Linked DNA regions of Sparus aurata: region 2 is linked to region 1. The links are chromatin contacts, called in public Hi-C maps. All regions are on one chromosome and are shown on one strand. The core of a region is the stretch at or near the end of the contact, and the rest is flanking DNA. Distances in the headings are between cores, read along the strand shown.

Region 1 (4,851 bases), core at 1,134-3,633:
TGCATGTGCACGGCTTTTTGATTTCGAGAAGAAAAAATGCCAAAAAACCCTCTTTGCAGAAAACCGCTAGCTAGCAACAAAATACTGTGACGCAACCTTAGCCACACCCACTGTGATGTCAGCCGTATTCCGACCCATGCTGCCTTCTTGTACAGTTGGACAATTGGCAGTTCGATTTATATATATATATATATATATATAAATATATGAATACACACTGCACAAAAAGATTAAAGGAACACTTTGAAAACACATCTCAATGTGAAAAAAAATTATGCTAGATATCTATACAGATATGGAGAGGGCAATGTCTTAGGAACAAAAGGATGCCACATCTTTTAATGGAAATAAAAGTTTTCAGCCTACAGAGGGCTTAATTGTATAGACACCCCGAAGATCAAAGTGACATAATGATGTGGCAGGCTAGTCCATTTTGCCAAAATTTAATTTCTGCAACTCAAAATGCTTCTCAATATCTTCTCAATAGCCCCCACGTGCTTGTATGCATGCTTGACAACGTCGTGGCATGCTCCTAATGAGACGGTGGATGGTGTCTTGTGGGATGTCCTCCCAGATCTGTGTAAGGGCTTCCCTTAGCTCCTGTAAAGACTGAGGAGTAACCTGGCAGCGCCTGATGGACAGAAACGTAAAGTCCCAGAGGTGTTCTATCGTGTTTAAGTCAGGTGATCGTGAGGGCCATTCAACTGTATCTATTCCTTCATCCTCCAGGTACTGCCTGCATACTCTTGCTACATGAGGCCGGGCATTGTCGTACATCAGGACGAACCCAGGACCTACTGCACCAGCGTAGGGTCTGACAGTGGGTTCAAGGATTTTATCCCGATACCTAATGGCAGTCAGACTGACATTTTCTAGCCAGTAGAGGTCTGTGCGTCCCTCCATGGATATGCCTTCCCAGACCACCACTGACTCACCACCAAACCTGTCATGCCGAACGATGTTGCAGGCAGCATAGTGTTCTCCTTGTCCTCTCCAGACTCTTTCACGTCCATCACAGGTGCTCAGGGTGAACCTGCTCTCATCTGTGAAAAGTACAGGGCACCAGTGGCGGACTTAACAATTCTGATGTTCTCTAGCAAATGCCAATCGAGCTCCACGGTGCTGGGCGGTGAGCACAGAGCCCACTACAGGACGTCGTGCCCTCAGGTCACCCTCATGAAGTCTGTTTCTGATTGTTTGGGCAGAGACATTCACACCAGTGGCCTGCTGGAGGTCATCCTGTAGGGCACGGGCAGTGCTCAACCTGTTCCTCCTTGCACAAAGGAGCAGATATCGGTCCTGCTGATGGGTTGAGGACCTTCTACAGCCCTGTCCAGCTCTCCTAGAGTAACATCCTGTCTCCTGAAATCTCCTCCATGATCTGGAGATTGTGCTGGGTGATAATGTGATAATGACTCTGGCCAAAACCAGCACTAGTGGAAAACCAGCCAAAAAAGATCAAGAGGGAGAAACTTGAAATGACCTCCACATGCAGAACCACATGGGGGTTTTCTCATTGTTGGCACTCTAGTGCCCCTGTTGTTAATTCCATCAACACCAATACAGCTGAAACTGATAAACAATGCCCTCTGCAACTTATCCGACCAGATCATTATCAGACAGGTTCAATTAACCTCATGCCATACCCAATAAAAAAACGTTCCTTTAATTTTTTTGAGCAGTGTATATACAGAAAACGATTCAGAAATGTCTGAAACTTGGCAGTAAATTAATGTAATCTTATCATAGATTTCCTTGTTTCTGGTCTGTTCTTTGTCGTAGTTCATTTAGAATAAAGTATAAGAATAGAATAACTTTATTGTCTAGTCGGAGCAGGAATATTGTCTCTGGTCTCACCCAGGAAAATACAAACACAAACATGTCCACAGGATTATAAACAAAAACAACACATCACAACAATAAAACAAAGATCTCTCAACTTTACAACTCTCAGTGCATTCATAACCATAGTGTTCATCTTACTTTCTCATATTTAAGTTTACTGTAATTGGCTGATAACATAAATTGTATTTTGGGTGAACGAGCCCTTGTAGATCTTTTTCTTTGCCAGAGGTTAATATTCTACAGTTTGAATTACATGTGTACACTTACTCAGCATTTAAGAATAAAACAAATATTTCTGTATGTCAAAGTTCTGATGTCTAATATCATTCTTTGGAAAACATGTTAACAACTCAACCAAAGGACAGGTGGAGTTGCAGAGACGTGTCAAATAGTCAGTGTGTTTCTACACCAGCAGTTATACATATATTAATGCCTGTATTTATTGTGCAATTAGTTAAATGCTTTATTACTATTTCCGCATCACTTGTGATCCTCCATATTTGCGCGGCTAAATTTCAGAAGTACGTGCTTCAAAACTGCACGTGAACGCAGCATCCCTGCCTCACGACATTTTGGGCAGCGGCATTGTTGCTCTCCGCTCGCGGCCGTTGTGTTCTCGTCCGCAGCAAATGTCGAACACCTTCCGCCTAAGCTAACAATGCTAGCTTTTGTGTTCGCTTGATGTTCTTTCGGTCGTAAACGTTACCCAGCTCGTCTTTTTTTGTTTTATTCAGGCACGTTGCTAGCGTAAAGCTAGCTAGCTTGATTAGCACTCGCGAAAATGAATTCCAACACGCACGTCATTCAGGTGACAAATGTGTCCCCGAGCACAACATCCGAACAAATGAGGACTCTCTTCGGATTCCTCGGAAACATAGAGGAGCTCAAACTGTTCCCACCTGAGTGAGTATTGTGAACTTTTAGTGGGTAACCCGTTTTCTCTCGCCGGTTCTTATTGAGGCCTGTTAGTGTTGAGTAGGCCTCACTGCACGGCATGCTAATGCTAATAACGTTTGCCCGCGCCTTCAGTGAATGCAGCAGCAGAGGTCTGTCACTCCCCTCAGCGGTGACGTTCTGGCGTGAGGGACGTAGAATGTTATTGATTATTCGCCTGCTGTGTGTTTATGGTAGGCGTTTAGTACACATTTAAAACCATGGTACAATAAACCCAAGCTGTTAGCCGACGGACATGTGGGCAGGTAATTAATCGCAGCAGCTTCGGCGATCTTTTAATTGATTAAGTCTGTTAACGTTATCAAGAAAACTGCTAGGAACTAAAGATTGGGGGTTGTTGCCTTGTGCTGTGTGTATTACGTGTATTTGATACGGGTCATTGTTTGGCCTCTAAATGTAAGAAAACAAGGTGGTAATTCTTCAGATAGAAGTAATGGGGGTCGACAGATGTGGCTTTTTCAGGGTCGATACCAATTATTAGAAATCAAGAGACTGAAAACTGATATTTGGGACCGATATTGCAGCTAAAATTAAACTCTGTCAAAATAATCAGCAACTACATTCAGATTTTATAGAGGCTGCTAACTCTGATTTGATGGCAGTCCGATATTTTTGTGGGTGGGAAAATGTTTGAGAGGATGCTGCATCAGAGCCAAAGTAGCCCATTTTTAAATTGGTTTGTTGAATGACATTCTGACAGAAAAATCGCTGATAATAGGTAACTGAACAAAGTGCCAAATATTCTTCTTTGACAACTGAATGTAAAAAAAGCAGTCAACTTTTCAGTTAGGGTAATTACAGAATTGAAAAATGGTAGCTATAAGCCTGTTAAAGCTCTTTTGCCCTTCTGTTTAACACGATTTTAAGTTAAATCATCTGTGCATTTTTCTGAGGTCTTGTAGACTTAAAAATGGTTTAATTTGAAAAGTAATTGTTAGATGAATTAGTAATGTAAATAAACCACTGCTGTCCTAGGTGTAAATGCTTATTTCTACCAATTGGAAAAACAAATGACTCTACTTTTTTTCCCCCAATTAGTTAGGGATATTGGGATATGGATTCATATATGCATGTGCATGAAAATTAAAGTCAAATGAAATGCGTCTCATACTTCGGGACAAAAAATATTTTAAAAATCAGATGTATAACAAAACAGGGGAAACATTTAAATATCCCAATATCCCAAGTTTAATTGAATGTTTGTGTTGTCAGTGACTTCCTGTTGTCAATGCCCTCATCCTACTTGGGGTGTTACTTAATGGCTGCAACACACTCACTATAGTAGGAAATGATTACTCTCTCCTTTGTATCCCCCTCTATTGAGTAACCCCTGGCATCTCAGCAGGTAGGACGTGTCGAGGACTGTAACAAGAACTTAATTCAGTCTTAGTTTCTCGCAGGCAACCAGTGGGAATATACATAAAGTGATTTGACTGTGATATTTGCTCTTCAACAGATTGTCGATGCAAGTTGTGACAACACAATATGTCTAATAAGACACCTTGTTGGTCTCAGCAGAGGACAAGATTGTATAGCCCTTAATCCATTATTAGTTTAGCTGTCCCTGGGGACACAAAACTCAGTTTGAAGAAGGCATGTTGGCTGTCCTTGTTTGTATTCTTTGCACAACATATCTGTATTTTTTTCCAGTGACTCTCCCTTGCCTGTGACTTCACGTGTCTGTTTTGTAAAGTTCCTTGAGTCTGAATCGGTGGGCGTTTCCCAACACCTGACGAACACCGTCTTCGTGGACAGAGCCTTGATCGTGGTTCCTTTTGCTGAAGGTGGGTGTCTCATTTATTCTTGTATCACTCACACGGCTATTTCTGAACATGCATCACAATGTGTGTAGGTTTATCTAGAATTGCAAACACTATCTGAGCCATTGTGAGTTTTTTCTGACCAAGCAAAATTAGCTAAGCTTTCCTGTGCTTGGCATTTCTAGGTATCAGAAAGGGAAATGTACATTTGTGTCCATGTCTTACAATCTAGCTGTAAACTTCTCTCTCTGTTATTTGTGTTGTGGTTTTCATAGTGGACAAGTCATTTGCA
Region 2 (4,851 bases), core at 786-3,285, 160 kb before region 1:
AAGGGGAACACACTCCTCACTGGAGACAGGCATGGGCTGAAAAGTTTTTACCTCCTCTCAATCACTCTCCACAGCTGTCTCCAGAACTCCAGATTCCTCTCGAATGGGGTGAGAATTAACTTCTGTTCCTCTTCCAGCCTTTAAAGGTAACACTTAGAGTTAGATTGCCGACACTGATACTCCTTCACCAATTTAATCAGTTACAAAAACTGTTCTTGATTTTGTATGCAACTTTTAGCAGGTAAACATGCAACAAGAACACAAAGGTGGCTGAGTTTACAGAAGATTACATACTCTGCAAGCTCTCGTCTCCACTCCAAGAAGCTGTCTTTCTCTGCTTGTTGAAGCGCCTCTGGACTGGTGCTCTCATCCCAGTGGGGGCTTAAAATTGGTAGAGAGATATCACAAAAATTAAACCTGCAAAACACACATTACAGCAGTTCCATTAACTCAATTACCCAGGTCGATTTACTTACCGCCGAGGAATTCTGAGGAAATGCTTGTTCTCTTCATGAAGCGTTGCCAGCCTGGATTTCTCCTCAGCTGTTAACAAACCTGCTCTAGCTTCCACTGGCACAAACTTGATGTTAAGTTTCTCTGGGGTAACAAAGCAAGAAACAGTCAGGGACAGCAGTGGAATCAAAGGGACAGAGGTGCAGTGGATAACGTAGTAAGATAAAACAAAATTGTACGTATATATTTTAGCGTGCAAATCTCTAAAACACAGGAAACAATGTGGATACTGGATGGTAACAGTGCATCATCTCAACAGAGCACTAACATGTACAACATTTGCTGTGTGCCAACTAGTATTGAAAAGCAAGTTGAAAAGAAAAAATGAGAAAACTTAGTGTCAGAGATTCGCTCGTATTTGAGCACAGTTTGCCATGCTTATTTAGCAGAAATACTGATAACCTTTGGCTACAAAATCAAAATTGTAGCCACTTGTAGCAAATTTCAAGCACTTTATTTTGATCAAATTAGGTTTTATTTACCTGCAACAAATTCTGTTCCGGCCAGTTCGGCAGTGGCCAGAAAGTCATCCATGGAGCTCTGTTCTGTCACTGACTGCAGGTTCAGCCTGCCCCAGTCATAGCCATCATTCAGCTCACTGGTGTGGAGCTGCAAATATTTAAGATTAATGACGTTAATGACAAACCACACGTTAATCTACAGAAGTTACAGAAGTGCCTCAGGGAAAAGCTTCTCAATACACACGGGCTGCTTGAGGAGACATACGTTTACTCTGTTGTGTACTGCCCAAATACTCTCACGGTGGTTCCAAAAATTGTCTTGTAGGTTAATAGCTCTACGAATATTGAGATTTTACGGCAAACATGATGCTCCTATACGCCGAATTTACCACAGGAACGTATTTATTACGAAAAAGTACTAATGTATGCATTTCACGTCCGCGATAAGCAAAGCAGTGATAAAATGACATTTTCTTAAGCGAATTTGGTGCGAGCGAAGAACCACACTTTCCAGAACTATTGACAGCTCAGACGAAACCTCCGTGTACGGGAATAGATGAGTGGCATTTCATATATGATCGACAGAGAACTGGAACTTGATATCATTGTATGAACGGTGAGTTAATTATCTTTTATGGTTTGTTAAAGCGTGTTTAATATAAGCTAGTTGTTGCCATGTCATACCCATGAGTCGCCTCTCTTGTTTCCTCGGCCTGCCTGAAGTCTCTCTTTTATCAGAGCTCGACCCAGTCCGACTCCTCCGCCGGCCTTCTTCTTACCCATAACTTCTGATGTTGTCACAAAAAACCCCTCTGTTATAATATCGCACAGAATGTAAAACACTATTTGATGCTAGCTACAGTCTGTACCCCATGTGCACTGCGTTGTTGTCGTAAGAACCGGAAGTGGGACAAACCAATCGAGTTTCACCTAATCCGGAAGACTCGACCTCAACTACTTGGATATTCATTCACAGCCTTCTTTTAGTTGAATTGGTTATGAGTTTAATGTAATTTCTGAACTTCACCTCTACGAATACGAGCTAATGGCTGCTTTCTTCTAAGCAATTTAAACGACGCTGCTATGGTACCGTCCACTTTTCTGTCCAGCTATCAAAGGCGCTCTGAAGAAAATAGGACAGCCCTTACATTCGTTCCACATGCCAACGTGTAGTCCTGTAACAATCTAACGAGTAATAATACAGTCCACATATAATTCTGCAATAAATTAAAACCTCAAAAATCAAAAGTAAGTATTACGCAAAGTAGTAAGTGACCCCTCCTCCAATAGCAAACAACAGATGCAGTTCTGATATGAACCAAAAGATGGCAGCATAAACCAGCAGTGTATCAGAGTGACTTATCTCCCTTACTTCTACATAAAGCCTACCAATATCATGAACTGACAGACATAGAAAATATTTTTTATACTTTACATCTAATTTCTGTATTTCTCAATTTCATGTAAGATCAAAGCGTTTGTTAATATTGCATTTCAGTGTGATATAAAAACATAGAACATAGAACATAGAAAAGACTCTATTAATCCCTCACTGGGAAAATTCACTTGTTACAGCAGCCCAACCAGTCAAAAGCAGAGGAAAAAAACAGTGACCCAGTGACTGATGAAAAAAAAATGAAACAAGACGAAATAGATGAAATAGAATAATCAAAATAAAAAAATATATATATCTTTAAGACTATTAAGACTCTGTTCCTCTTTCATATGCAGATATGACCAAGAAGGACAATTGCACATGATAATTGCACCCACATTAATAATAATACACACATGGTGTGTAGCAATATATTAAAAAGGTATACTAAAAACAAAACAAAGAACAAACAACAACAACAACAACAACAACAACAACAAAAACATTAATATTTGTAATTTTTTTGGGTTTGATTTCAGAGGGAGAAACACAAGTTACATTTTTAGATAATATATAACTTCTGCCTTCTTGTTTCCACCCAGGCTTCCTTGGGTTTGGCTTGACTGTTGGGCTTGACTTGGGAAACTCTGTATGTAAAGGTGGTATATAAATAAAGATTATTATCATTATTATAAATAATTATAATTATTTATTATAATTATTATAATAAATAATTATAATCATTTACTACTCCATATGTATATATATATATATATATATATATATATATATATATATATATATATATATATATATATATATATATACATACATATTTCTCTCTATATATACACAGGCTGGCAAAGGTGACAGCTTTGTATCAATGAACACCACCTACACAAGCCACAACAGTTCCGTTCTCATTTGGTTCAGTCCCCCCTATTGTCACACTGAAATGGTTTAGCCCAGTATATAATCTTTGAAGCTCGTCTTCCCGCAGCAGACTCTATTGTGCACTGCGTTGAGAGAGAAGCGGGGACACCACAATGGAAAAGAGGACTTTAGCGGATAAACAGATGAAGTACGTTGTCTTTGCGTTCACTTCCCATAGATTAGCCCACAAATGACCTGACAGGGAGAGAAACTCTTCTAGGATTTAGTAGTGACCCAAAGTTTATTTCTTTCTTTCTCTAGACTTTGTTGCTGTTGACTGGAAACAGCAAGAAAAATGCTGCCTTGGAAGAAGAATAAGTTCGACCTGATTGAGGAAGACAAGCAGTCCAAGCAGAAGGGCTATGCGGTGAGTCTCAACTACTCCGTGCTCACGTCCTTCGCCAAGTCCTGCCCGGAGAGCGCGCTCAACAGGGTGGGCAGCATGTTCAAGTCCAAGAGGAAAAAGGTGAAGATCACCAGCGAGGACCCCACGTACACGGTGCTCTACCTGGGCAACGCCACCACCATCCAGTCCAAAGGGGACGGCTGCACGGACGTCGCCGTAAGCAAGATCTGGGGCAAGAGCGAAATGGGCAAGAACGGCACCAAGATGAGGCTGACCATCAGCTCGCAGGGCATCCGGATGGTGCATGTGGACGACAAGGCCAGGAGGCCGGGACACTTGTACTTGCTGCACCGGATAACCTACTGCGTCGCGGACCCGAGGCTACCCAAGATCTTCGCCTGGATTTACAGGCACGAAATGAAGCACAAGGCCGTGATGCTGCGCTGTCACGCAGTGCTGGTGTCCAAGCCGGAGAAGGCGAAAGCCATGGCGCTGCTGCTGTACCAGACCTCGGCCACAGCCTTGGCCGAGTTTAAAAGACTAAAGCGGAGGGACGATGCCCGGCACCAGCAGCAGCAGCTCATAGGGGAGCAAACCATCCCGCTGGTCCCCCTCAGGAAGCTGCTGAACGGACAGTGTTACTACAAACCCCCGGTGGAGCGCAGCCGGAGCGCGCCCAAGCTGGGCTCCATCACTGAGGACTTGGTCGGGGAGGAGGAGGAGGAGAAAGCGATGCACTTTGAGTGTGAGGACATTCTGGACACGGACAATGATTGTGTTGCCAACGGTAAACAGGAGTTGACTCAGATTATTAACGACTTGGGAGAGATGAGCATAGGGAACGACGTGCAGACACTGAAAGCTGACCTGAGAGTCACCAGACTTCTCTCTGGAGAGAGCACGGGGAGCGAGTCCTCCATAGAGAGCAACCAGGAGCCCCCCCTGCTCACCAACGGGTTCGAGGAGGTAAAGGTGCAGGAAATTGCCTGAATACTTTTGAGGCATTCCTGACGCACATGTTCTGTTGTCTCCCCCAAGAAGAAAAAAACAAAACAAAAAAAAACAAAAAACATTTCCTCTGTCGTCAGCCTCGTTGTTGGAGATTGTTTGTCTCATCGGTGCCTCCACGACTAACTGATATGATCCAGAGGCGATCCTCAAGGACTTGGACACGCAGTTAGGCTACTGAATGATATTTTAATATTGTGTAAACAAAGAGAACA

The links. A called contact is a pair of places that touch in the nucleus more often than the background predicts.
Region 2: a contact with region 1 is called in a Hi-C map of skeletal muscle, with 6 times the contacts expected there. The contact joins the promoter of lsg1 here to the promoter of LOC115591804 in region 1. A contact is called at or near these places in 2 of 2 Hi-C or Micro-C datasets (skeletal muscle and an unstated tissue).

Annotation. Positions count from the first base shown.
Region 1 is chr11:18,220,059-18,224,909 of fSpaAur1.1, reverse strand. LOC115591804 (serine/arginine-rich splicing factor 11) reads left to right here and starts at 2,383. Exons shown (of 12, transcript XM_030434127.1): 1 at 2,383-2,748; 2 at 4,450-4,583; 3 at 4,835-4,851. xxylt1 (xyloside xylosyltransferase 1) reads right to left here and starts at 130. Exons shown (of 5, transcript XM_030434434.1): 1 at 1-130.
Region 2 is chr11:18,378,795-18,383,645 of fSpaAur1.1, reverse strand. lsg1 (large 60S subunit nuclear export GTPase 1) reads right to left here and starts at 2,035. Exons shown (of 14, transcript XM_030433745.1): 1 at 1,659-2,035; 2 at 996-1,122; 3 at 477-597; 4 at 295-381; 5 at 52-138. The coding sequence starts at 1,757. It overlaps fam43a (family with sequence similarity 43 member A), which reads left to right and starts at 3,338. Exons shown (of 2, transcript XM_030433746.1): 1 at 3,338-3,430; 2 at 3,544-4,851. The coding sequence starts at 3,578. The coding sequence ends at 4,618.